4 separate regions of the Sus scrofa genome follow, and regions 1, 3 and 4 are each linked to region 2. A link is a contact called in public Hi-C and HiChIP or PLAC-seq data. All regions are on one chromosome and are shown on one strand. The core of a region is the stretch at or near the end of the contact, and the rest is flanking DNA. Distances in the headings are between cores, read along the strand shown. Region 1 overlaps LOC110256704 (a long non-coding RNA gene). Region 2 holds the start of PLAC9 (placenta specific 9). Region 3 overlaps LOC110256808 (a long non-coding RNA gene). Region 4 holds the start of SFTPD (surfactant protein D).

The links. Hi-C and Micro-C count contacts between places; a contact is called where the count stands out from the background. HiChIP or PLAC-seq counts read pairs in DNA pulled down with a chosen protein or histone mark.
Region 1: a contact with region 2 is called in an H3K27ac HiChIP or PLAC-seq map of alveolar macrophages. The contact joins the enhancer-like site here to the promoter of PLAC9 in region 2. A contact is called at or near these places in 1 of 5 promoter capture datasets (liver), 5 of 47 Hi-C or Micro-C datasets (adipocytes, embryonic fibroblasts, fibroblasts and 2 more) and 2 of 2 datasets of contacts at active chromatin or transcription factors (alveolar macrophages and skeletal muscle).
Region 3: a Hi-C map of liver shows a contact between it and region 2, with 2.7 times the contacts expected there. The contact joins the enhancer-like site here to the promoter of PLAC9 in region 2. A contact is called at or near these places in 8 of 47 Hi-C or Micro-C datasets (embryonic fibroblasts, fetal skeletal muscle, heart right ventricle and 5 more) and 1 of 2 datasets of contacts at active chromatin or transcription factors (skeletal muscle).
Region 4: an H3K27ac HiChIP or PLAC-seq map of alveolar macrophages shows a contact between it and region 2. The contact joins the promoter of SFTPD here to the promoter of PLAC9 in region 2. A contact is called at or near these places in 3 of 47 Hi-C or Micro-C datasets (embryonic fibroblasts and liver) and 2 of 2 datasets of contacts at active chromatin or transcription factors (alveolar macrophages and skeletal muscle).

Annotation. Positions count from the first base shown.
Region 1 is chr14:82,027,848-82,034,783 of Sscrofa11.1, forward strand. It overlaps LOC110256704 (a long non-coding RNA gene), which reads left to right. Exons shown (of 3, transcript XR_002338593.1): 3 at 869-1,391. Among named protein-coding and RNA genes, the nearest start is that of SFTPD, 20 kb to the right of the region's middle. Within about 2 kb of position 2,939, at least 26 of the 83 cell types and tissues checked have an H3K27ac peak or open chromatin away from gene starts, as enhancers often do. A contact at or near this core is called in alveolar macrophages and retroperitoneal adipose tissue, where this site is marked.
Region 2 is chr14:81,896,747-81,903,754 of Sscrofa11.1, forward strand. PLAC9 (placenta specific 9) reads right to left here and starts at 5,163. Exons shown (of 4, transcript NM_001190209.1): 1 at 4,973-5,163. The coding sequence starts at 5,039. LOC106506060 (a long non-coding RNA gene) reads left to right here and starts at 5,288. Exons shown (of 3, transcript XR_001301042.2): 1 at 5,288-5,574; 2 at 6,373-6,464; 3 at 6,586-7,008.
Region 3 is chr14:81,692,842-81,699,821 of Sscrofa11.1, forward strand. LOC110256808 (a long non-coding RNA gene) reads left to right here. Exons shown (of 2, transcript XR_002338824.1): 2 at 4,699-6,219. It overlaps ZCCHC24 (zinc finger CCHC domain-containing protein 24), which reads right to left. Exons shown (of 4, transcript XM_021073637.1): 4 at 6,579-6,980. Among named protein-coding and RNA genes, the nearest start is that of PPIF, 22 kb to the left of the region's middle. Within about 2 kb of position 4,985, at least 31 of the 83 cell types and tissues checked have an H3K27ac peak or open chromatin away from gene starts, as enhancers often do. A contact at or near this core is called in fetal skeletal muscle, liver, mesenteric adipose tissue and 2 more, where this site is marked.
Region 4 is chr14:82,048,172-82,054,330 of Sscrofa11.1, forward strand. SFTPD (surfactant protein D) reads left to right here and starts at 3,363. Exons shown (of 8, transcript NM_214110.1): 1 at 3,363-3,401.

The DNA.
Region 1 (6,936 bases), core at 1,689-4,188, 130 kb after region 2:
TCTGGATATGTTTCTTGTGTTTATTTTAGTACACATCTTGAGCTTCTCAGCTTTCTGGGGGCAAAAAGTATACACTATGTTAATTTTCTAGAGCCTATTCTCAATTGAAATGATTTACTAGTAGCATCTATCATCTAAGTCAATTTTGTAAGACCTTAAAAAAATACCAAGTGGCACTTCAGGTTTTTATTTTCATCTTGTATGAAAGAAAAATTTATCTTTCAATGCTATGCCCCTCACATTATACTTCCCACAGTTTAATCATCTTCCCCTTCCACCATTTTGTTAATCATTGCAAGCCTCTTCTGAGCCCAGGGATCTCTTGATTTAGACTGAAGATAGGATTTAAGGAAGGAGAGCCCAACTACAGATAGTCTCTTTCTCCTCCGTATATACGGTTTTTGCCTCATGGGTTTGTCAGCTGAAAAACCTGTACCATACTTTTTATTGGCATAAGATGAGCTACCCCCTAACCAGGATTCCATGTAGTTTGGCATCAGCCATGGCCTGACCTCCAGTAACAGTTCACCTACAGAAGTGTTCTAAGCCAGTCATCATCCTAAAATAAACAATCTTATTTGTGGATGGAATGAAATGTGCTCCAGGAGATGCTGAGAGGCACATGAATAGTACACGCAAATTGGGGCTTTCTGTATTTGAAATAATACATAATATGGCCACCCTTAATAATGAATAACCCAGAGTAATGGAATGTAACAGAGAACAAACTATTTCCTATGTGAAAACTAGGGAGCCCTGAATCAAAGTCATACAGGGAAAAGAATTATGACCATTGCAAAAGTACCTGGTAGCTCTCTGCTAACACTTGAAATTCAACTTCCACTTGTGTCACCTTATTTTTTTCAAGGTCTTAAGTATTCAGTAGAGGGCTGAAAGAGGAAGGAATTTAAGAAATTATTGGGTCATCCTGAGCCTCGACAAATCCTGTGCTTCTGGAGCTGCCTGGTTGGCCAGCAACCTCTATGGAATCCAGGTGACTCTCCTCATATGGATTTGATCAGCACTTCGTGTGGTAATTTCCCATCAGATTCTGTGTTCTGTCCTTTCAGAATCCAAACATCTTGTTTCTTTTCCTGAATTTAGGAAAGTTTAAATTACAACTGTGTTCACAAGGACTGATTGTTACAGGCCTGTTTTTCAGTGATAAGTTTGGTCACAAAATTGAAGGAGGCTTTGATATTTGACCCTTGGATGAAAAATAAAGTTTGCCTTCACACTAATGGGAATCATGGTTGCCACGTCAAAGTTGGTATCCTACATACAGAGAAGAGTACATGATTGTCAACATTTTAAAGTTTATAGAAATGTAATTTAAATTTTAATAAACCATATTTTGTATTTTCGTAATTTAAAATTGTTACATTTTAATTGGTATGACCACTATGGAAAACAGTATTGGGGTTCCTCAGAAAACTAAATATAGAACTACCATATAATCTAGTAATCCAAAGTCCTGGGCATATATCCAGACAAAACTATAATTCAAAGATATATATATGCCTATGTTCATTGCAGCACTATTCACAATAGCCAAGACAAGGAAACAACCTAAATGTGCATTGACAGATGAGTGGATTAAGAAGATGTGGTACATATATACAATAGAATACTATCAGCCATAAAAAGAACAAAAAAATGCCATTCACAGAAACATGGAGGCAACCAGAGATTATCATCCTAAGTGAAATAAGAAAGAGAAGGACAAATACCATATAATATCACTTATACATGGAGCCAAAATATGGCACAAATGAACCTATGTACAAAACAGAAACAAACAGACTCAGACATGGGTAACAGACTTGTGGTTATCAAGGGTGGGGGAAGTGAGATGGACTGTGAGTTTGGGGTTAATAGCTGCAAACTACTACATTTAGAATGGATTGACAATAAGATTCTATTTTATAGCACAGGGAACTATAGTCAATCTCCTGGGATAGATCATGATGGAAAAATTTATTTATTTATTGCCATACTTTTGGCATATGGAAGTTCCTAGGCCAGCCTACACCACAGCAATGCCAGATCTAAGCCATGTCTGCGACCTACACCACAGCTCATGGAAAAGTCATATCCTTAACCCACTGAGTGGGGCTAGGTATCAAACCCACATCCTTGTGGATACTAGCTGGGTTCCTTTCTGCTGAGCCACAACAGGAAAATAATATTTTTAAAAAGAATGTGTATACATATATGACTGGGTACAGCAGAAATACATGTATTTCTGTACAGCAGAAATTGGCACAATGTTGTAAATCAACTATAATTTTAAAAAATGGAAAAAAAATAAACTTGTTACATTTTCCTTTCATTGATGACTTTCTTTTTGCTTCCCTTTTTCTTTCCATGTTACATTATGGATTGTTAGGAGTTGGTATGAATACCTAGTTCATTGATAGTTACCCATTCTTAAGTACATGTGTCATACCCTCTGTGCAATTCAGTATGACATTAGGTGTATCCATAAAGTCAAAATAGATTCATTAGAATTTGAAGGTTTCCACATGGCAGAATGCATGAGCTCACACCAGATTTGAAGACAGGCTTTTTCTAAGGCCTTTTTCTAAGACAGGCTCAGTCCCAGCAAGATCCTGGTGAAGCAGGATTGTTTTAAAGCTTAGTCAGGACACTCTGCATTATTTCACAGAAACTGTACCCTGGGCTAACTACCAGAGAATGACTGGTCAAAGAAATTGGCATTCTAAATGAGTCACATCAATGTCATTTCCTTTTTCCCTCTCTTTTTAAACAATGAATTAAACATCCGTACCCAAACAGACCTCTTGTGTAATCTGCACATTACACAAGAGGTCTTGGGACAACAGGCAGACAGCCAAGTGAATGAACACATCAGGATTGCTTGGTTGCCAGATCCCCAGGCCAGGCGCTCAGCCTTGTCCTGGTCCTCCTGCTGTGCATTTCTCTACTCATTCGGGGCTGTGACAGACTGGGGTCAGGGACTGCAGACCAAAAACTGCAGACCAGGGGCCTGGAAGACTTTATTTCCAAATGCTTGCACATAGAGAAATTTTCATCACAACAAAGAAATATCCACAAAAGAGAAAAAAACACAGTAATATTTTTTTAAAAGATCCTGGAGGTTTCTAGCCTATCTGTGCATAAAAAAGGGCTGAATAAATTGGCACAACCACCATGAAAAACAGTATGGAGGTACCTTGGAAAACTATACATAGAACTACCATACAACCCAGCAATCCCACTCTTGGGCATATATCCAGACAAAACTTTCCTTGAAAAAGACACACGCACCTGTATGTTCATTGCAGCAATATCCACAATAGCCAAGACATGGAAACAACCTAAATGTCCATCAACAAATGATTGGATTAAGAAGATGTGGTGTATATATACACAATGGAATACTACTCAGCCATAAAAAACAAAATAATGCCATTTGCAGCAACGTGGATGGAACTAGAAACTCACACTAAGTGAAACAAGTAAGAAAGAGAAATACCATATGATATCACATATCTGGAATCTAATATGTGGCACAAATAAGAAAAGAATCTTGGAGTACCTGTCATGACGTGGCAGAAACGAACTGACTAGGAACCATGAGGTTGGGGGTTCAATCCCTGGCCTCGCTCATTGGGTTAAAGATCTGGCATTGCTGTGAGTTGTGATGTAGTTCGCAGACCCGACTCAGATCTGGTGTTGCTGTGGCTCTGGCACAGGCCGGCAGCTGTAGTTCCGATTAGACCCCTAGCCTGGGAACCTCCATATGCTGTGGGTGTGGCCCTAAAAAGACAAAAAACAAACAAAAAAGAGGCTCATGGACTTGGAGAACAGACTTGTAGTTGCCAAGGGAGAGGGGAAGGGAGTGGGATGGACTGGGAATCTGGGGTTAATAGATGCAAACTATTGCCTTTGGAATGGATAAGCAATGAGATCCTGCTATAGAGTACCAGAAACTATATCTAGTCATGATGGATCAACTATATCTAGTTATGATGGATCATGATGGAGGATAATGTGAGAAAAAGAATATATATATGTATATGTGACTGGGTCACTTTGCTATACAGTAGAAAATTGACAGAACACTGTAAACCAACTATAATGGAAAAAATAAAAGTCATTTAAAAGAAAATAAAGGGCTGAGGATCCAAAGTAATTGTCAAATCTGCTCCTACCCCACTCACCAGAGAGCCATGAAAAAAAAGAATGTAACCTATAAAGGAACTCCCACTAGGCTATCAGTGGATTTCTCAATAGAAATTCTAGAGGCTAAGGGAGAGTGGAATGACATATTCAAAGTGTTGAAAAATGAACATTTGTAGCCAAGGATATTTTATCTGGCAAAGTTATCCTTCAAATATAATGGAAAAATAAAAGCTTTCCCAGAAAAACAAAAGTTGAGAGAGTTCACCAGTGCTAGACCTACCATGTAAGAAATTCTGAAAAGACTTCCTTGAGCTGAAATAGAAAGACTCTAATAAATGACAAGAAAACATATGATAGTACACAATACTCTGATAAGTGCAAAATACAGACAAAATCAGAAAATTTTCACCCTATATTAGAATGGCGTCTTAACAACTATAGTATAAAAGTTAAAGAAAGGAGTTCCCATTGTGGTGAAGCAGAAACGAATCCAACTAGAAACTATGAGGTTGCAGGTTTGATCCCTGGCCTTGCTTGGTGGGTTAAGGATCTGGCGTTGCTGTGGCTGTGGTGTAGGTTGGCAGCTACAGCTCTGATTCGACCCCTAGCCTGGGAGCTTCCATATGCCATGTTTGTGGTGCTAAAAAGCAAAAAAAAAAAAAAAAAAGTTAAAGAAACAGTATTAATAACAATGATAGTCACTATCATTTGTTAACAAATATGCAGCATAAAAAGGGGCAAATTTTTACATCAAAAATATAAATGGGGACAGGTATAAGGGTGGAGTCTTTATAGGTGAATGAAGATAAACTGCTATCAGTATAAAATGGACTGTTTTATTTATGAAATGTTTTATATAATCCCCATGGTAACAAAACCCCAAAATTTAGAGTAGATCCATGAAACACAAAAAAACAGAGAGGCAGAGAATGCCACCATGAAAAAACCACCACTATGTAAATATAGGCAGAAACAGAGGGAAAAAGAAACAATAGAGATATAAAACAAGAAGCTAAACAATAAGATGGCTATAGTTAGTCCTTACATATAAAAATTGCTCTAAATATAAATGGATTGAATTCATCAACAAAAAGGCACAGATTAGCTGCATAGATGAAAACAGGAGAGATGGATAACAATACAATAATAGTAGGGAATTTTGTACTCCACTGTCAGCAATAGATAGATCATCCAGACAGAAAATTAACAAGAAAACGGAATTAAACTACACTTTAGACCAAATGCACATAACAGACATATATAGAACATTCTGTCCCACAGCCCGCAAAATACACATTCTTTTCAATTGTACATTAAAAATTCTCCAGGGTAGATCACATGAAAGGACACAAATATTAGCAAATTTAAGAAATTTGAAAATTATACCAACTATCTTTTCTGACCACAATGGTTTGAAGTTAGAAAACAAATGGAAAGCTGAAAGATCTACAAATATGTGGAAACTCCACAACACCATTCTAAATAACCAATGGGTCAAAAAGAAGTCAAAAGGGAAATAAACTATCTTGAGAAAAATGAAAATGGAAACATACATATTGAATCCTGGGAGCATAGCAAAATCCATTGAAAGAAAAATTTTATGCAGATTTTATACAAATATTAAGAAATTAGATCTAAAACAACCTAAATTTACACCACAAGAAACTAGAGAAAGAACAAATTGGATTAGCAATGAGATCCTGATGTATAGCACTGGGAACTATGTCTGGTCACTTATGATGGAGCATGATAATGTGAGAAAAAAGAATGTATACATGTATGTGTAACAGGGTCACCATGCTGTACAGTAGAAAATTGACAGAACACTGTAAACCAGCTATAATGGAAAAAAATAAAAAGCATTATATATATATAAAAAGAACAAAGTTAACAGAAGGAAGGAAATAATAAAAGTCTGAGCAGAACTAAATGAAATAAAGAACAGAAAAATAGAAATTGTCAATGAAACTATAAGCTGGTTTTTCAAAAAGTTTAAAAAACTGACATTTATCTAGACTAAAGGAAAAAAGACTCAAATTAGAAAAGAGAAGACATTACAACTGAAACTATGGAAATGCATTGGATCATAAGAAGCTATAAACAATTATATGTCAACAAATAAGATAACCTAGAAGAAATGTATAAATCCCTAGAAACACACAACCTACCAAGATGGAGTCAGGAAGAAATACAAAATTTAAACAGAGCAATAATGAGGAACTACAAGAGTAATTTTTTTTTTCTTTTTACAGCCACATCCATGGCATATGACAGTTCCCAGGCTAGGGGTCAAATCAGAGCTACAGCTGCTGGCCTACGCCAGAGCCACAGTAATGCAGGATCTGAGCCACATCTGTGACCTACACCACAGCTCAGGACAATGCCAGATCCCTAAGCCACTGAGCAAGGCCAGGGATCGAACCCCCAACCTCATGGTTCCTAGTTGGATTCATTTCCACTGCGCCATGACAGGAACTCCTGAAAGAGTAATTTTAAAAAACCCAACATAGAAAATTCCAGGAAACATAGAAAATTCCGGGTGAATTCTACCAAACAATTAAGAAGAAGTAATACCAATTCCTCTCATACTCATCCCAGCAATTGAAGAGAAGATAATACTCCCAAACAGATTCTACAAGGCCAGCATTATCCTAATACCAAAGTCAGATAAGGACACTACAAGAAAATTATGGACCAACATCCCTGATGAATACAGATGCAAAAAATATTAGTAAACCAAATACAAGAACACATTAAAAGGATTATTCACTATGACCAAGTGGGATT
Region 2 (7,008 bases), core at 3,913-6,412:
CACCCTCCCGGCCCTGGCCAGTTGGGAAATAGACCTTCTTGGATGCCAGTTATTTTCCCTGGCCAGGCTCCAGCCCAGGGCCTATTTGTGCCCTTGGACAGTGGGTGGAACATGGTGAGAGCAGGCAGCTGGTGGAGGCCAGAGGCCCAGCTGAGACACCAGGCTAGCCTTTCCAGTTAAAGGGACATGGCCACTGGCCATCACCCACCAAGGCAGGAAGTACAGCCCCTTCCCACTGACAGGCATAGGAGACCTTTTGTCTCTGGGACCCAAACACTAAGAAAGCACACAACTCGAATGACTTCTGACCTTGAGAGGTGCTGCTGTGCTTCTGGATGACAAAGACAGTCTCTGCTGTGACCAGTCACACCTGTCCCTTAGGGGTTAATTCTATTTGACCATATTCAATATAATAGTATAATAAATTTGACCACATATTTACATTAAAATTTGTGGTTCCTTCCAAACCAACAGTGGTTTTTGATTTTTCTTTTTTAAGCAGAACAACACTATTTTCAAACTCTAATCTGTAGGCCTGCTCTGGCTAAAACAGGAGAGGGGCCCTCTAGCCCCTAAGAGGGAGCTTAGACATTGAGGAACATTTCTGTGTTGTTTTGCTTTGTTTGGGGAGTGATATGTTCTGCCTGCTTTGCACGCTGGTCATTTTCCAGATGTGGATTCAAACCTCGACAATCAACTCTGAGAGCTTAGCAATCTCATTCCAATACAGTCAGCATCTGGTTAAGTGAGAATATAGGCTAAGCTGCTGTAACAAAGAGCCCCCTCAGTCACACACGCCTTTTTTTTTTTCCTCCCATATCATCAGTTCAGAATAGACTGGCTGGCAGTCAGGGCTGGCAGGGGCTTCCTGTCCCTGAAGCCATACAGGAACCCAGATTCCTTCTACTCTGGAATACAGTTATTTTATAATCCACTGGGTTATAAAGTACTATTACATTCCCGAACCTCCACCATGCTGAGGTCTAGGAAGCCATCCAGGATAAACCTCTCTCCATGTGCTGTGAACAGAACATGAGGTTGGGAGTCAGAGGCAGAGTCTCACCTCCACTGCTTACTGACTGTGCTCTTTGCCTCTCACTCAGCCTCGTCTGTAAGGGATCTGCTCTGGCTACTTGGAAGGACTGCTGTGTTGATCCAAGGGGATCCCACACTCAAAGTTGCCTTGGAACCGCTAAGTGATGTGCAAATGCCATGGAGGACATTCACCAGGTGGGCTGGAGACTGAGCAAGTCAGTGAAAGCCCCTCCGCGTGGAGCCAGTACTCTCTGCTAGATCACTCTGATCGGGTCTCTTCAAGATGGGGAGGCATCTACTCTAGGACTAAACCTGTGTGGGGGTCTAAGGGATGCTTGAGAGAGGCTCTTCCAAAAAGCACACAGAGGGCTCAGAGCTGACCGGGTTCTCTGGGCTCTGCTACAAGCTAATCCTACTTGCTGGATCCTTGGTTCTTCACCTCTAGAATGGGTACAACCACATTCTATACTGGCAACTACTATTGATTTGTGATCACTTATTATGACCCAGGCTTTTTGTAGAGTACTTACAAGCATTATCTCATTTAATTCCTCTGTGAGCTCAGTACTCTTACATTCACTTTTTTATAGATTAGAAAACTGAAGATAACATGCCCAGGACTACAGGCTAGTAGGTGGCAGGAATAGGATTTGGATCCTATCTGCCTAACACTATATATTCTGTGTCATGGCAGTTGTGCAATGAGTTAAGGGCCTCCTATTTTGGGGTTTCAGCTGCCTTCTCTGTAAAATGTGGGGCTGGACAGGTATGAGGCTAAGGGGATTTGTACCAATGCACTTGCACCTGCCCTGAGGCCCCACAAGAGCCCAACTGTGTACATTGGATTGAATTGTCTTTGAGCAGCAGTTCACTCCCTACAACATCCATTTTTGTAAGAAGAAATGCTGTGATCCTCACCATAATCCTTCAGCATCTTCCTCTTTCACTCAAAGCAAAAAAGCAGAATCCCAATGGAAAACCCAAGTCCGTGAGGACTTGGAGTAGTGGCAGTGAGAGCTTCCCCTGTGGGCCCCCTGGCATGGGTGAGAATGGTTAGGACTAGGCTCTAGGACTTCAGATCCCTCTGATAGCAAAATAGGAAAGGAATGCAGCTGAAGCCTTAACATTAAAAAAGTTCTCTACGAGTAACACAAAACGGTGTGCATCACTCAACACAAAGAACTTTTCAGATCACTACGAAAAATCCCAATGTGACACAGTGGGCTAAGTATCCAATGTTGTCACTGCAGCAGCTTTTGGGTCACTGCTGTAGTGTAGGTTTGATCCCTGGTCCAAGAAATTTCACATGCTGCAGGTGTGGCCAAAACAAAACAAAAATCCCAGTGCCACAAATGAAATGTCTAAGACAATTCATGAGAATTAGTAGAAATGACCACAATGCACTGGAAGAGAAAGTCCAACCCTGGTAGTAATCAAACAAATGCAAATTAAAGCAACATATCATCAAAGTATTCTTGCAAAAAAAAAAAATTAACTGGAATTAGATGATGCTTCTAGCTCTAACTACCAGTTTATAGACCATAAAGGGGAGAGAAGAATATTTAAATGACACCCAGGGGATGTAATCAACTAAAATCTAAATGAGAAAAACTTTATAAAACTAACAACCCAGTTTCAACACATTTTAAGAAAAAAGGGGGGGGGATTTATTTACTAAAGAAACTTAAAACTTACCAAAAGGAACTTAACAGACATGATAACCAAAAGTAAGGTATGCATCTTAATTTGGATCCAACAAACCAAATGTAAAAACAGGACAGGACCAGGGATAGTTGAACAATAGATGTTTGATATTAAGGAATTATTGTCCATGTTTAGGGTATGATAATGGCATTGCAGTTATGTTTATTAAAAATTACTTAAAGCAGTATTTATAGATGAAAATATATAGTGCCTGGAATTTCCTTTAAAAAAATCTGAGGAAGGGGAGAGAATGTGGGGATGATAGAGGAATGAAGACTGGTTAAGAATCCATCCCTGTTAAAGCAGAGTGATGGGCGCATGGGGGTTCATTATACTATTCTGTGTTTACATCCAAAAGATTTGATAATCAAGTGAAGAAACACAATAGTATATTGTCTGAAGTCTGAAAAATTATACACAAAAATGTGTGAACTCAGTGTGACATTCCATGAACACATTTATATTTTCCTCTTTTTTAAAAATCTGTAGCAATGAGGGTGTATAATCAGAAAGAAAATCATATTTAAAGATGGCTTTAAATTAAAGCGCATATACCATTCATAGCAAAAGGGGCCACAAAAAGTCAGCTACTGTGAGCAGTGGCCAGCTCCTCCCTCTGGGGGAGCACAGACTGGGCTTTGTCCTCTCGGCTCCTGGAGGTGGGGACTTGGGAAGAAGGGGCAGGGGAGGAAGAGAAAAAAGACAGCATGTAGGCGGGCTCCATGCTGGGCTGGTCCCAGCCACTCCTCACACAGCCTGTGAGGAAGCAGCTGTTGGTCCTCCTTAGCCAACCTCAGTAGAGAAACCGGGGCTCAGAGAAATCAGTGGAGCTGAGAGGACAAGGGAAGAAGCCAATGCATGTTGACAGGTGTTCCATGCTGTGCCTTTCCATTTCATCCGGCACTGCAGGGCAGGTCCCCTTCTCCCCAACTTACAGAAAAGGAAACAGCCTCAGAGAGGTGTAGTAACTCACCCAAGGTCACGCAGCCAGGAGCTGCCAAGGATGAACACTGGCTTCAAACCTTTCCCCACAGTTCCCTGGGCCTGAAGGGGCTGGGCGTGGGGCAAGGGGCACTTCCATCTTAACACAGGGCACTTCACCTGGGCGCCTCACATCTACCCACCCCAGAGAGATGGGAGAACAGCCTGGCATGTGGGCAAGGGCCTGACTGAGGGGGCAGGCGCCCTGGATGCTTGGAGACACCTGAGCCCTCCCCTCACCTGTGCGACTGGGATGAGCACCAGCTGCCTCTGGCTGAGGCCTGCATGAGAACTTTGGTAAATGGGAACGTGGCTTGTAAACTGTGAAGTGCTGTAAGACCTTCAGAGTCTTAAGGTAGTAGAAGGAACATCCTTGAGTACAATTAGTACCTCTGCAGCCACACTGTCTGAGCCTCATCTGTGAGGGGAAGGGTAGAGGGGCCAGGCAAGGCAAGGAACCCAGTCAGTAGAGCACCCAGGGGGCCTCTCCCTCAGCAGTCCCCTCCCCAGCACCCACCCAAGGCAGCTTGGATCCTCAGGGAAGCTCTCTGGGAGGGATCAGCCTCCTCACCCAGACTGCAGAACCCCCTCAGGCCACCTGATAGGTAGGTAAATCAGTGGCCTCCAGGGGCCACCTGCCTGGCTTCTGACAGGCTCTGCGAGGTCAGGCTTGTGTCATCTGCCTGTTAGAGCTCAGCTTCCCAGGAAATTCCCCAGGAAACCAGGCCTGGGCATCTCTGCAGGCCCTCTGGCAGGACTGCCCCACCCTACAGACCTGATGGGCCCCTGCGGGATGCTGGTCTCTTCCTCTTTCCTCCCAACCTGGGGCTTTTGAGTTTCTCCACACTCTCTCTTCTTTTGGTCTTTCTCAAATCTTTCTCTTTTCCTCAATACCTTTCTCTCCATTTCTCTCTCCCCAACCAACCCCCTTTCTCTCGCCAGTTTAGTTCCTCTATTTCTTTGCTTCTCTTTCTGTTTGCCTCTCTTTAGAAACAGCGACCTCCTCTTTCTCTTTCCTCATTCATAGTTCTTACCTGTTACCTCCAAAGTCTCTCTCTGTTCCAGCCTCTCCCTTTATTTCTCTATTCTTCCCTCTCCTTTCTAATTCTCTGCCCCTCTGCCTTTATCTCTCTCCCTCTCTCTCTCTCATCCTCTCCTCTCTCCGCATCTCCCTCCTCCATCGCTCTCTCTCCCTCTGGCTCCATCTTCCCTCCCGCTCCTTCCTCGCCGTCCGAGGTCGGTCTTCACTCACCGGCGGCGTAGGCGCCCGCAGCTCGGAGCAGGGCGAGCCCGGCCAGAGCGCAGAGCAGGGGCCGCATGCTGCAGGCCGGTTGAGCTCAGCTAGTCGTCTGCCCGCGGCCGGCCTCCCCGCCCTCCCCAGGATCGCGCCGGCCCGCCCGGGAGGAAATGCTCCAAGTCCCAGCCAAGATTCCTGGGCGGCTCCGGGCTTTCTGGCTCGAGCGAGCCCGCCCCCTTCGGAGACCCCGCGGGCGGAGGGGCCTGACATGCCAGCCTCGGCGCCTCCCCACGAAGGGGCTGTGCTCTGAGCGCCCTGCACCTCCCCGAGGCCCCGCACGGAGAGGGCGATGGAACCAGAGCCACAGTGATTCGCTACGAGCCCATTTCACAGATTGAAGCTTCGAGAGAAGTGCCACCCACACCCGTGGCACAGGATCTGAATCCCTGACTGCACGGAGTGTGGAAGCTTTGCTCTGCCTCCCAGGAATAAGTAATCAACTCTCATTACGTATGGACAGTGTCTCCCTGAAAGGGAGGCTCGGAAGTGGTGTCTGCCTCCTGTAAAACTGGTCTAAAAGAGTAACAGGATTGTCAAAAGATGCTTTTCCAAGAAAGGTAAAATCATGGCTTTCATCCAGATATAAAATGGGCATGTGCTGCAGCTTTCATTTAACTCATTAAATGAAAGAACAAAGATTTGGAATATTAACATGAATGTGCAAATAGAAGTAAAACTGGTTTATTCCACACTTTCGAGAAGGAGAATTAATCTATAGACAATAATTTGTTTTCCAAACTTTTAAGATGGCTTAGCAGTGACAGGCCCAGAGCCCTAATAGAATCAGAGTGTTCAGCACACACTTAAGCTCTGTACTAGTGTTAGGTAAACTCTGAAGAAGGAAGGAAAAGAAATAATTCTCAAGATCACATATGCCGGCCCTTGAGTTCATGGTCTAATAACCACTGTAATATTCATGAACAATAGCTATGTTTTGATTGACTTATTCTACATATACCATCTAATCTTCACTGCACTGGGCTGCACTGTATGTACATTATGCAGATCAAAAACTTGAGGCTCAGAGTTGCTAAAGAGCCTTGCCAGTAGTCACACAGTGGAGTCAGGATTTGAATCCAGTTCTCCCACCTCTGCAGGCCAGCCAGTAGATAATAATATACACCGTATCCCCAAAAAGCCAGGATCTTTCTCCATTCTAAGCAAGCCCAGAGTAAGAGCTGGATGGGGTTCTCAGTTAACCTCAAATCATCCTTACCTCCCTCTAGTTTAGGACACAATAGTCAACCCTCACCCACAGTACACTCCTACATGACAAGAGCAAAAAAAAAAAAAAAAAAATTAAGTTTTTTGGAAAACAAAAAGCAAAATCCACAGCCCTAACATCTGTATTACAGAGCCTTGGGTGCCTCGCCTCGCCTTGCTGCCAGTGGAGCTGCTTCATCATCAAGCCCAGAGGAGTATCTTTATTCAACAAGGGGTCCATGACGTAGGTTAACTAGAACCCTTGCAGATAGGGGCTACCTCTGCCTTCTCTGTTCCTGACTGTGGCTGTGCAATTGTCCAGTACCATCACCACACTAACCAAGTAATCCTTTTGTGACCTGCAGATTAGCACTTGTCATCTGCCTCTGTAAGGATTGAATCATGAACCACTGCAGCTGCTGACCCTCAACACCCCCTGCAAGAATTCAAGGAGGAGGAGTGAGGCACTCCGTGCTCTGGGAAAACTGGCAGAACAGGTCTTCGAATAGTTAGATATTTTCAGAAGATTTTATTAGCCCAGTGCTTGCATTTCCTTATATCCAGAAAAGCGCTAAAATCCCTCATGGTGACCTCTGCTCCTTGGGACTAGCAGTAACCTTCACAAGACTAGCAGTGACCTTCTGCAAAATGTATGCTTAATTGCCTGCACTTCCCCCCTTCACCAGTCACATATATCCTGACATTTCCCCACCACCTCTCTGGAGCAGTTTTGCAAAGCTATGTCAAATGCTGCTTCCCAGGCTATAGTCTTCATTTTGCCCCAAATG
Region 3 (6,980 bases), core at 3,735-6,234, 200 kb before region 2:
CTGCAACTAGGAAAGGGAGCTCCCCTGGGAAGTTTTCAAGGACAAAAGTGGAATGTGGCTGGGGACTGTGTTGAGGGGTTTGGCTTGAGTTCTAACTTCTGCTCAGGCCTTCAGTAACCACCATGGCACCTGCACTAGGTGGTTGTTGGCTCTGAGCTACTGCAGGAAGGCTGGCAGTCTTGGCTGGGCAAATGCGAAGGGGCAACGAAACTGGGGGCTAAGGGCAGGCCACCCCTCTGCCTGGCTGTCTTGGGTGCGTGGCACAGCTGCTGGAGGCCGGGATTAGGCCATGGATATGACATGCCCTTGGGAGTAAGGGGTGGGAAGTGGCTCTGGGAGGGGGACTGGGGAGGGACTCTGCTCTCAACTCACTAGCTGTGTGATTTGGATAAGTCACTCAACCTCTCTAGGCCTTTGTTTCCCCATCTGTGACATGGTACCCATCCTAGCACCCAGCTCTTAGGGTTGTGGCAAGGATTTAGAATGACAATGCAGGAGTTCCCTCATGGCTCCGTGGAAACGAATCTGATTAGTATCCGTGAGGATGCAGGTTCAATCCGTGGCCTTGCTCAGTGGGTTAAGGATCTGGTGCTGCCGTGAGCTGTGGTATAGGCCAGCGGCTACAGTGGTCCAGTTGTTAGGACTCCATACTTTCAGCACCACAGCCTGGGTTCAGTCCCTGGTCTGGGAACTGAGATTTCATATCCAGCTGCTGTATGCCCCAGCCAAACAAAAACCAAACCAAACCAAAAAAACACAAAGCATTCCTACATCTAGCTTTTTAAAGATGGCAACTTTAAAATTGAGGCTGTACCAATAAAGCTGCGGGAACCTTTAAAATAAAAAAAAAAAAGAATGACAGTGCATGTAAGTCACGGAGCACAATGGCTGGCGCACCGGCTGGCTGTGGGTCAGATCTCATTCACTCATTATTCCACATTTAACCACAGAGTGTGCTCGGCCACACTGGCACTTCTGATGCAAAGACTGTGGGGGGCTCTGGGTGTGTGCAAGGATGTGTCTGGAGGCCCCCTCCCCCACTTGGCCTCGGTGCACCTCCTTGGCCTGGGTCCCTTTGCGCTCATCTCCTGCCCAGGTGTGGGACAAGGTCAAGAGTGTAGTTCTTGGATCTCCACTTCAGACATGGTCACCATTTTGTCAGTTTCATTTCAACAACTCCCCACCCTGTATTCTGGATTATTTGAAAACAAAGCCCCGGGCACTGTCTCACTTCACCATAAATACCCGTGTCTAATACATGAGGATACTTTTCACACGACCCCAGTGCTGTCATTACATCTAACAAAATGTAAATTTGTTCAACTGTTTGTGAGACGAGGTCAGACTTTCTCCCTATATTGGTTGGACCAGCAGTAGGGGCTTGGCTTGTCTCACCCCCTGGAGGGTTTGGAGGGACACAGCCTGTGGGGAAGATAGATGGCAGATTTACATGAAGTCCATTGCCCTCTGGACTGGAGTTTCCTCTGCCCTAAAAGCGACCCTTGGCTAAGAGTGGTCTGGCAGAGGGGCTGCTGTGGGGGCTCCCCACCCCCACAGGACTTTCTTCAGGCTGCAGTTCTGTGGGTTTGTGGATATGTGCATGTGTCTGAGAGTATACGTGTGTGAATGCGCATGTGTCAGTGTGTGGTTGTGTGTTAGTAAGTGCAAGCGTGTGCAAAGTGGTATGTGAATGTCTGTGGGGTGGGGGTGGGACATGGAGCCCGGAACCTCTCACATGTCTTCATAATGTGGGGGCGGGGGTGTTAGGAGGGGCCTTTGTGCCTGAGGACAGGCTGTCCCTGGCTCGGTCAGAGCTCCAGGGACAATCAGACGCCTGCCCTTCCCCAGACTGTCACCCGCCTTCATCTCAGTGCCTCCTGCCCCTTCTGCCCTCCTGACACCATGGGGAAACAGGCCAGGGAGCAGCTGGCGTGGCATTTGGATGCCTGCCCTTGGGTAGACTGTGGGAAGCCAGGGTCCAGCTGTCTAAGGAAAGCAGGGGCCTGACTCCTCACCCAGGGTATCACAGGTTGCAGCCACAGCTCAGGGTTTCAGACCTGGCCCCAAGGAAACGCCCATAGTGGTTGCTAAAAGCCTGAGCAGGCTTGTGGGAATCCACTTGGAGTCTCTGGTCGAGATCAGAAACAGCTGAGGGCGGAGGGTGCAGTGGAGGCCCCGTCTGTCAGTCTCAGGCGTCAGGACTCTCCCTGGGCCTCAGTTTCCCCACCTGCCATGTTGGCATAGTGTTCTTTACCCTGGTTCCTGCCAGGACTGTTAGGAGCACACAGGGGGCCAGAGGGACGGGAGAGACCTGGGCCTGTGGTCAGGGCCCAGGCAGAAGCTGGATGGCAGTAGAGCCTGTGAGAGTCAAAGCAGCCAGCATAGAGCATCTGTGCATGCAGGGTCCGCCCAGCATCCACTGCAGCCCTCGGTGCGTCCAGTTGCCCCAGCTCATAGGTCAGGATGGGGAGGTTCCACATCACATTTTCCAAGGAGGGGTTGGTGCTAGGAGCTTTGTCTGGGCCACATGGTGGCTTCTGAGCCCCCAGGGTTTTCGTGCTGAGGTGGGAGAGGGGGCAGTGGTTGAACAGACATGCTCCGACCCCAGGCCTGGGGCACTGTCTGGTCTCCAAGCCCTGTGTCCAGTGTAAGGGCTCCTTACAAAGGCCTTCATGGGCTGGAGCTGCCTGCCCCTCGAGACAACCCCTGTGCTTGGGGGCCCTCACTCTGGGCCTAGCATGCTGCCTGGGGCCAAGCCCCAGCTCCGCCTCTGAAACACTACACTGGGGGTGAGATTTCAGGGTTCAAATCCTGCTCAGCCACCTGCCTGCTGGGTGACCTCAAATGAGCTCTCCCCTCTGGGGGCCTTAAATTCAGGGGTGGAGGTCGCCGGCTTCCTGTCAGGGGCAGGCTCAGAGCCGGGGCCTCCCCTTTGGGACCCCTGACGCCCCCTTCTGCAGTGGACTATGCTCTCAGCGTTTGGCTGCCTCTGGACGTGGACATTCAGTCCAACCGGAAATCCTTCCTGTCCAGGGGAATTACTGGTTTCCACAGCTCTAGGAGATGTCGAAATGCAGGCTGTGTTTGCTTTGGGTTGTTTTCTTTCCGTGGAACACAAAACAAAACAAACACACGGGACATGCATACGACACACAAGGGCAGATAATCCAATACTAACCTTGACACCTCAGCCCCAGCACAGGGGGCAAATGATCAAATGAACCAGCTTCCAGGGTTGGAGGCCTGGCTCCACTCAGACTCCCTGTATGACCTCTGGCCTGAGCCGCAGACCGTGGCCCCTAACCCGCCACCCAGGTGCCAAGCCATGTGCTGGGCCTTGTGGTCACTGGGCTTCTTATCCATGTAATATCCCCTTGGAAGCTCTGGCTCAAAGAGGCCGGGGGAGCAGCTCAGGGTCACACAGCCAGGGGAGGCAGGGCTGATCTGGAAGCCAGTGTTGTGGCCACTGAGACAGACGGGGCTCCATGTCCTCAGACCTGTAACAGGGAGCACAGCCTTCCCTGGGCTGCAGGTGGAGAGGCTCTCATGGGGGATTATTCTCTCCTTTGCCCATCCTGCTGGGGTGCCACCCACCTGCGTCAGGCCAGTTCTGGTCCTGCCTGCCATTTCACTCACCCTGAAGCCAGGCACCAGGAAGTGAATTAATCCTTCCTCTGTGCCAATGAGCAGGAAAGGGCATGGTGGCTGCCAGGATTTGCTGTGTACCCCAAATAAGCTAATAGGTCCTGCCTCTGGAGTCAGGAGCCTCTGTTCCTTCCTGTCCCCCACTTCTCCCCAACCCATGGTCCCTGACCCCAAGGACTCACATCTTAGTTTCACTGTTCCATCTCAGAGGTTGCTGTCTAGAGGCATGGGCCGGCTCGCGGATAGTTTGGCTATTTAAAAATTTAAGGAGTTCCTGCCATGGCACAGTGGGCTAAGAACCTGACTGCAGCGGCTTGGGTCATTGTGGAGGTGTGGGTTCGATTCCCGCTCTGGTACAGTGGGTTAAAGGATCCAGCATTGCCGCAGCTGTGCCTCGGGTCACAGCTGTGGCTCAGATTTAACCACAGGCCCAGGAACTTCCATATGCTGTGGGTGCGGCCATAAAAAGAAAAAATTTTAAAAAAACTTAATAAACTAGTTGCCAAAATTTAAAAATTGGAAAATTTCACATAACAACCTGAATTCCTAGTCTCTTGCCGCCCCCTCTCCCCCCTCTGCCCCAGACAGTGTATTCTTAGATAGCAGCAATTGGCTGGAGCTGGGGAGGGGATGTCCCTCCAGCGAGCTGAAACCCCTCACCCCCCCCACCCCACCACCCACCAGTCTCCTTACAGCCATCACCACTGGCCCCATAGGACCCTAGAGACCATTTCAAAGCCCTATACTTCTCAGCCTTGCATGCTGGACTGATCAGGGACTTTAAGGACACCCAGGCTGGTTTCTCAAGCATCTCCGGGTGAGACCAAGGCGGTTCCCATGGGCGATTCTGGTGAGCAGCCAGGTTGAGAACCACAAGTGCGAAGACCCTGGGCCTCAGGGCTCCATATGCAGGTGGCTCCCTCAGACTTTCTTGGCTGTGGCTCCAGGCCTTATGAGCTGTGGCTTCCTGTCTGTGGCCCTCAGCAAGAGCCCCACCTGGAGACAGCCCAGCCTGGGTCCTTGCTCAGACGAGTCCTCTGTCCCCTTTCCCAGGGTCTTTCCAGGAGGCCCCGGACACTTCACTTTGCTCACTGTGGGATGCCCAGTGTCTGAGGTCCAAATCCTGATCCTGGCGAGAGATCCGAGTGGGAGCTGTGGTGGCGAGGCCCGAGGCTGCATCTCCGAGGAAGATTCACTCCTATATATGGTCACCGGGAGTCCCATCGCTGAGCTAACTGTGACCTAATGTGCTGACAATCTCGCCCAGTCTGGGGCCCTGCTTGGGGAGGGCGTTCACCCTGGAGAGAGTGTCTGCTTGGGGACAGAGGGGCTGGGAGAAGGCAAATCAATGGTGTGGAGGCAGGGCAAGGACCGGACGTCCCAGACTCATGACAGCAGAAGGGCGGCTCCGAGTCCTCCCGCCCTACTTGGCCCCTCTGGTCTGTGAAAACGTCTAGCTCCCACGGACACTCTGCGTAAACAAGGAAACCAGGAGCCTCTCTTGCTTTTAAGAGTCCTTTTAATACAGCATGAAAAGGCTATATTTCTATAGGCAGGCCGTATACAGATTCTCCAGGAATAAGGCACACAACGGAATGCCATCCCGAGGGCGGCCCTCGGGAGCGGTCGGGAGCCTCCTCCACGCACCCTCCGAGCTGGCCCACGGGTTCTGTTTGTCTTTCTAGCTGGACACACACATATTAACAGATACAGACATGGACAGGGTCACCACATGCGAGTGGAGGACGTCGAGTGAGGTTGGCAACAGAGAGCGATGAATTCCCCAAGGCTGGACGCCTCCCAGATTTCAGGGTTAGCTGTCGCTCTGGGCTGTGATGTAGTGATGCTGGGTTAAATATTCATTTCGAGTAGATTCAAGTCCATTAGATGGTGGAGGGCAGGGGGACAAATCCAAGTTCAAAGAGCATGGGGACCTGGGACATGGCTCAGATGGCAAAGCTCCAAAAGGAACGGTGTGAAGTCTGTCTTCCTCTTCCCTCTTTGGGCTGTTCTGACCGGAAGCCCTGGATCAGGCCAAGGAGGCCATCTTTGGAGCTGGCCAACCATAGAGGGGCTAATCAGTCACATGCCCCCTGTTCCCCTAGCTCACTCCTGCCCCCCCACAAGATTAATAACCATAATAACAAGATAATAATAAGAAGGTGCAAGAGAATGGATTATAGTGCTGTGTTATCCTCAGCTGAAGAGGCTCAAAGAGCTTCCCATTCCCTTTTTCACTAAGTATCTAATAATAGCTTCCCTCCAAAAAGGCAATACTTTCCAAAATACACATATGTATAAATACAGGACAGGAACATATTAATAAGTATAAGCACTTGAATAATATGCTGACTACTTAATACTGATATTTTCATCCAAGGCAAACAAGAGAGAATAACAATAATATGGCTTAAAGAATTGCAAAGATTTTTTTTTTCCTCATCAGAATTATGTACCAACTTCATATAATATTCTATGTAGACAATATTTCCTTAATGTAATTCAGTTGCAGACTTTTTACAGACCAAAGCATAGTAAAAAATCAAACCAAAAAAAAAAAAAACAGGAAAAAGAGAAAAGTTCTCACCATAAATATTTTCTTGCAGCTCAACCAGAAGGTTTGCAAAAAATACTTCCAGAAATCTTCATTTGATATTCTACTGCCCTCCTGAAAGCTCTGAAGTTTTGAAAATGCCTCTCCTTTTGTTTATTTTAAATCTCAAAAATCAAGTAATTATATTTTTCTTGTCTTTTTCTTTTTCTTCTTTTTTTTTTAAAAAAGGCCCTCAAATATATACAGACAAAAATCACTGTGAAGATCTTTCGGGAGAAGGTAACAAATTCAGTGTTGTGAGAAAAATTGGAAACCATGCAGAAATTTTAACATCCATGAATTTTCTTTTCAAAATACACACATAGTATTTTTCTTTAAAAAAAAAAAAAAAGGAATTCTGTGTCAAGTATAACTCAAAATAAATACAAATTCACAAGTAGAACTATTGAATACTTCATATGGGGTAAACACCATTATCTCCCAACTAGATCGCTAGATCTACTAACTGCAAGCGATTGTCCCTTTTGAACATACTGAAACCACACACTTTCTTGTCTCCTGGACGCCCGGGCCCTCTGAGCACTTAATTCTCACAGCACCAGCCTGGACAGCAGTGGCTTTTGCTGACCACACAGAGCTCCCAAATTCAGCCATGGGGCGGGGGCAATATGGAAGGGCTGCCCCAGGCAGGAGGGCCCAGCCCCCCCACAGTGGCTGATTCTGCACAGATGGCAGCGGCAGTGACTGCCAGCTGGACAAGCCCACTGCAAAGGTCACTTTG
Region 4 (6,159 bases), core at 2,113-4,612, 150 kb after region 2:
TGCCTTTCTCCAGTAGGGAACCTGGATTAATTACTTTAGTAGTCCTAGGTTGGGTAGAAGACAGGTGAAATCTTTCAAGTCCCTTTCTAGTCCTAATCCACACGGGGGTGGCAAATCCATACCACTGAGGATTTATCTGCCAGTTCCAGGGCCATTTATAATAATATGTCCCCCCGAGGGTAGATCCTGTGACAAGGGCAAAAGTGAGTTATTGTCCTGACCATTAGTTGGCACTTGTCCTTGAGTGGTCAACAGTTGAACTCAGATGGTGTTGACTAGTTGTCTCTGGGTTAACATGGTGTAGGCCCTGGGCTGATTGCTCTTGGCATGTTCAGTTTGTAGGCTTGATTTGCTTCCTGGTCCACCCATTGAAAAAGTAGGCTTCCAGCCTCTGTTATTTAAGGAGTTCATTCATCCTTCAATTCGCCCGGCAGCACCAGGATTGTAGGGCAGGTGGAAATGTCAGGGAATGGCATTTTTATTGGCCCATTCCAAAACTTCCTGGCCAGTAAAGTGGGCTTTTTAGGGTTTCTTGATGACTCTGGTAGGCCTTTTATAATGCCGTCCACCTGCTGAAACACTTTGTAGACTACATACAGCTGTTGTTCTAGCACACACTATTGCTTGTTGCTCTGCCCCCTTCTGCAGATGGGACCCAAGGATACTCTTATTTTGCCATTGCCACAGGCCACAACCAAACCCTTTTGGGAAACTGGCCATGTCCAATCCATAAGCCTATCTCTGAGATAATATCCCTAACGTCTATGTCTCCAATTATTTAGGGGTGTTGGGTCAGGGGTATGCTTGTATTTTGTGGCTAATCTAGGTCCTTGAGTTTTTGTCTGGATTCACCAGCCATCCCCATGCCATCAGACAAACCACAAGCACAAGGCTGCTACTTTTAAGCTGGAAAGAGACTCTGTGGCTAACAATGTCAATATAATGGAAGAGAAAGACATCTCTCATGGTGGTCAGATGCCACAGGACCCCACATGGCAGTGGACGACCACTTCAGGATTACCCCCCTAACTTTCCATACCTTTTCCTTATTTCTTGACATCTCGGCACTCACAGGAGTTTCCTTGGCCTCTTGGCTGGCTCCTCAATTGTTGGGCTGCCCACCCACTGCAGGCCTGCAAGCCTTGTAGTTGCCCAACCTTGAGATGGAAGAAAGAGCCCAGACACACTGACAGAGCCATCAGTGGCTTATTGGACAGGGGATCTTACATCTCCAAAGCAGAAGGGTCCTAGAGCAACACCCCCACTGTGTATGGCAGGACAGTCAGCAAACTTCATTGCTGGTGGGAGGAGGCTATCATTTATGGGGGAACTGACGTCAAGTTGGCTCACCAGTTGCCAAGGAAACCAGCAGCTGGAGCAGGGGAAAGCATGTGGGTACTTACCAATTAAGATCTATAATTAAAAGGATTGGATAGTCACATGAGTGAAGTAGGGTCTGGCCGAGCTGGTGATGTACAGAGAGCAAGAGAACAGCCGTCTTGGATGACCTGACTATACCTATGTCCACTGAGCTGGGAGTTTCCACAGTAATGTGGGCAATCAGCTGGTAAAATACCAGAGGCTACAGCTTAGCTCTGACAAAGGTGCAGCTAATGAAATCCACCAGGGGTTTCTGATATTGCTGGGCTGCAGTGCAGCAGTGGTGACTAGCTCCCAAAGAAAGCATGTAGTTATCCTGACCTCATCTTGGGAAGAGAGGGTGAGCCAGTGATCCTCTGCATGAAAGCCATTGTGATCACCATTTAAAATCTGATTCTCAGAGTTCCCTGGTGGCCTTGCGGTTAAAGATTTGGCATTGTGACCACTGTGGCTCAGGTTCAGTGCCTGGCCCAGGAAATTTCACAAGCTGTGGGTGCAGCCCAAAATATAAAATCAGATCAAATCTGATTCTTCTCACTTGTGTAACTGAGAAAAGCAAAGGTTTTCACTGGAACATGAGTGTCTGGGTTGGATCATAAGTAGACCTGGACCTTGGTGGAATGTGGAGTTAGATAAAGAAACTCCATATTCTTTGCTATAATGGGGTCCAAGGGCATTGTGAGGGATGAATCTGACACCCTAGGAGTTAGCAGTTAACAGAAGTCAGCTTGCAGGAAGAAACAAAGTATAGGACTCCTTTAATAAGGGTCATCCTAAATAAGAATTTTGTCTAGCCACCAGGATAAGACTTGACAATTAGGATTTGTGGGGAGAGGAGAACAAGGGTTCAGTTCAGCCTCCATGCTGACTTAGATCTCCAGGGGCACAAGAACATCCTAGAATAGAGGGGGCTGTGTTAGTGATGAAAGGGCTCAAACATTAGGGGCCCAGGTGCTCTGCTATGGGATCCTGCTTCAAAAAATTGCAACATGGGAAACAGAAGACCTTTTCTTATCAACTGAGGAAAACTGGCTTTATAGGTTCCACAGTATACAAGGTGATGGCATCAAAAGCTAGGAGCAAGTCAGCACCTCCAAGGGGGTGCCCATAGGAAAGGACTGGAAACATGCGGCTGCTGGTGTATAGACCTAGGCAAAGGGTGGATGGAAGAGATAAAGTCACAAGGATCTAAAAGCAAGCAGAGCTGACAGCCACAGCAGTAGGGTGGGGAAATGCCCTACAGTCACTAGAAGTTAGAGTTACCCTGGGGATGGTTACGACAGTGTATCAGCAGCTCAGGGGTCCAAACTGGCCACTAGAGCAATGTAATGGGCAAACACAAGCTAAAGAGATGGAGAGATTTGGGCAAGGAAGGCCATCCCACAAAAGGCAAGTGGCAGGGGGCACTCTTAGATCCAGAGCAGAGAGCAAAAGAGTGACCCCTGCTAGGTGGTAGCTCCTCCAACCGCTGCCCCCACCCCAGGCTGCTACCTAGCACTTCCTCTACAAGGCTACTCCCACTCAGGTATACAAGGAGCTCCCAGCTCTTTCCTAATATCTAGGCAGTAATGTTGAGGTGAAGGGGGAAGAGAAGTGGGCACAGTAGGTGCTGGCTCTTGGATTCTGCAGATGCAGGTTGCTTTTGCAATAGTTGTAGGTCACTGTGCAACTGGCTGGTCTTCTCTGGACCTTGAATTCCTGGACATCTGTAAAATACAGACACTGTTGCTGCCACTTAACTCCAAGGGTTGCAATGAGATGCAGATGAGAGCGTGGACTGAGGTGCTCTATAAACTCTAAGGTGATGGGTGTGTAGTGTTATGAACATCAGTGGCAGGTGTCCAGAATGCAGGTGATCGAGTGAGTCAACAAGGAAGAAAATTGCTCTATCTACTTCTTGAAGAGGGTTCTCAGGAAACTGGGGCTGGGAGGCCCAGGTTACAGGGCAGTCATAAATAGCCAGTGCCTGCCCAGAAAACTTTAGTTTGCCTGGAGATTCTGGAGCTCTAGAGGACGCAACTGTGAGTGTTTCTGGTCTTGCATCTCCTTTTGTTCTCCTGATGTCCAGTGAGTAGCTCCCTGCCTCTATGGGTGGCTTATCCTACCAGTGTTGAGGAAGGCAGGGTCTGTGGAGCTGTTCAGGCCTAGGAGGGTGGGTGTTGGAGGTGGGGGGCACAGTGGGGTAATAAGGAGCACTCTTCTTCCCCACACTCTGCTCTCTTAACTCAGGGGGAGATTTGTTTCCTGGTCTGGGACAGGGTAGGTGAATTGGGTATGATACCCAACCAGACCTCAAATGCCATTGTTGGAAGCCCCCGTGGAAAATGCAGTTCATTTTCCTCTTGGCTCCTCTCCATCCCTGATTTCTTCAGAGAGAGTAGTAGCCGAGAAACAGACCAGGTGTCCCTCTGTCAGTTCTAAGTCCATCCCGGTATCTAATGACCGTGAGGCATGGATAAACATTGCTTCTCTCAGCCTCAATCTTAAAAAGCTTTCTGGACTAGGTCACTGATTTTTCGACCAATTTTCAGAGGGGTCATTGGTTTTTTTCCCCAATAAAATCTTAACCTGAAAGTTTGGTATAAACAGAACATCATGTATATTGAAGGGGCTATGGATCTTCCCATTCTCTCTGTTGTCCCAGGTAAGATGCCTCATCTGAATTTTTGGTCTGAAAACCTGTAAGTTTTCTCTCTCCAAGGCCCTTCCTGCTACAGTGGGTGATGATACGTTCCCTCCCATCTTGAGCCATTGGGCAGAATACCTTTTGCTTTTCGGGCCCCAGTGTTGAGGTCAGAGGTCAAATGTCCTGGTGCTGGCCTGGGTCCTTTGGTACCATGACTGAGCTCTGCCACAAGTACAATGAGGCAACTGCAGCTGGCCTGAGAACCCATCTGGGTATTTGTAGAGACTCCCAGGATCCCTGAGGAAGTGGTGGATTCAAAAGTGAAGACAGGAGCTCCTGCTGTGGTATGGGATCAGCGGCGCGTCTGGTGAGCACTGAGACCCAGGTTTGAGCCCCAGCCCAGCACCGTGTGTTAAGGATCTGGTGCTGCCACATTTACAGCTTATGTCTCAACTGCAGCTGGGTCTGAGCCCTGGCCTGGGAATTCCATATGCCACAGGGCAGCCAAAAGAAGTGAAAGACAGAGTTCCCATTGTTTCTCCCCAGGTTAAGAACCTGACATAGTATCCATGAAGATGTGGGTTTGATCCCTGGCCTTACTCAGTGGATTAAGGATCCAGACTTGCAGCTTGATCTGGCGCTGCTGTGGTTGTGGTGCAGGCCTGCAGCTACAACTCCGATTCAACCCCTAGCCCAGGAACTTCCATATGCTGCAGGTGCCCCCCTCCCAAAAAAAAGAAATTAAATTTAAAAAGCCATAGAGGGGAGTTCTCGTCATGGCTCAGGGGTTAACGAATCCGACTAGGAACCATGAGGTTGCAAGTTCGATCCCTGGCCTTGCTCAGTGGGTTGAGGATTTGGTGTTGCTATGAGCTGTGGTGTAGGTTGCAGACATGGCTCAGATCCCGAGTTGCTGTGGCTCTGGTGTAGGCCGGCGGCTACAGCTCTGATTAGACCCCTAGCCTGGGAACCTCCATGTGCTGTGGGAGCAGCCCTAGAAAAAGGCAAAAAAGACCAAAAACAAACAAACAAACAAACAAAAAAACAAACAAAAAACCCGATAGAGGCTAGTGCACAATAGGGCTCATCCACAGCAATGAATTGGCAGTTCAGGGAAGGAGCACTTCTCTGGCCAAGAAGCCCTTCCCCTCCCACCACCTCAGCCAGCCTGGTGACTCTCCTCCCCTTGGCAGGTCCCTCGCGGGCTTTGTTACCAGCTTCCAACTCCTATGAGCCTTTTCTGCTCATAACTTTACCGTTTCTCTCCAAGAGAGGAAGGAAGCTCCGTAGTGGGAGTGACCCCTGTCCTGAACACCCCCCTAATCTCACTTAGTTCCTAAGTTCCTTTCAGATGGTAACCAGATACCTTGTGGGACATCTGCTCTTTTTTGCCCTTCAGAATTAGCCTTCCTCTGACTGGGCCCATCTCTTGTGTCCCCTTCCTCCACAAGGGGCCCCTGTTCCAAGTTCTCTCAGGAGGTCTGAGCAGGGCTCTAGGTGTCCCACGGTCTCTCCAGCCACTAATTTAGTGTCTCTGAGAACTTTCGCCTGGGTTCTCTCTGGGACTTTCCTCATGGAGAGTGTCTAGCCCAGAAATGGCAAGTCTCCTGACAAACATGAAGCCATCTGGTGCCCAGGACATATTTCACCAAGCATGCAGGTCTCTGGCTGCTTTTCAGACAGCAGCGCAGACGACCAGGACTAGTCCATCCAAGGCAGCAAGAGAGAGGAAATGATTCTGCCTTGTTGGAGCTGAGCCAATCACCTTGATGGATCGGAAAGGGAGAGAAAGTCTGGAGAGGGGAAAGGTGCTGCCTAAGGGCCCTTGGTGAGTCCTTCCTGAGGTGACAAATGGCCTCAGTGAGGAATTCTACTTTCTAGCCATGGTGCCCTTGGCAGTGCCCAAGGGGAGTCACAAAAAGGGGTGATACAGAGTATTTGAGAATAGGTGGCTGCTGTTGGCAGCCCATGTCAGAGATCCAGCTGGTTAACTCATGCCTTCCCGGGCCAGAACTTATTGCCACCTTGTCCCTAAACTGCCTCCAGAGCGCTGCTGCTCTTGGTCCCAGAGATGGGGAGAAGAGCTGGGGGAGGGGCTTCTCCTGACCTCCAGGAGCTGGACCACACCCTCATCTGTGTGCTAGGACCAAGAG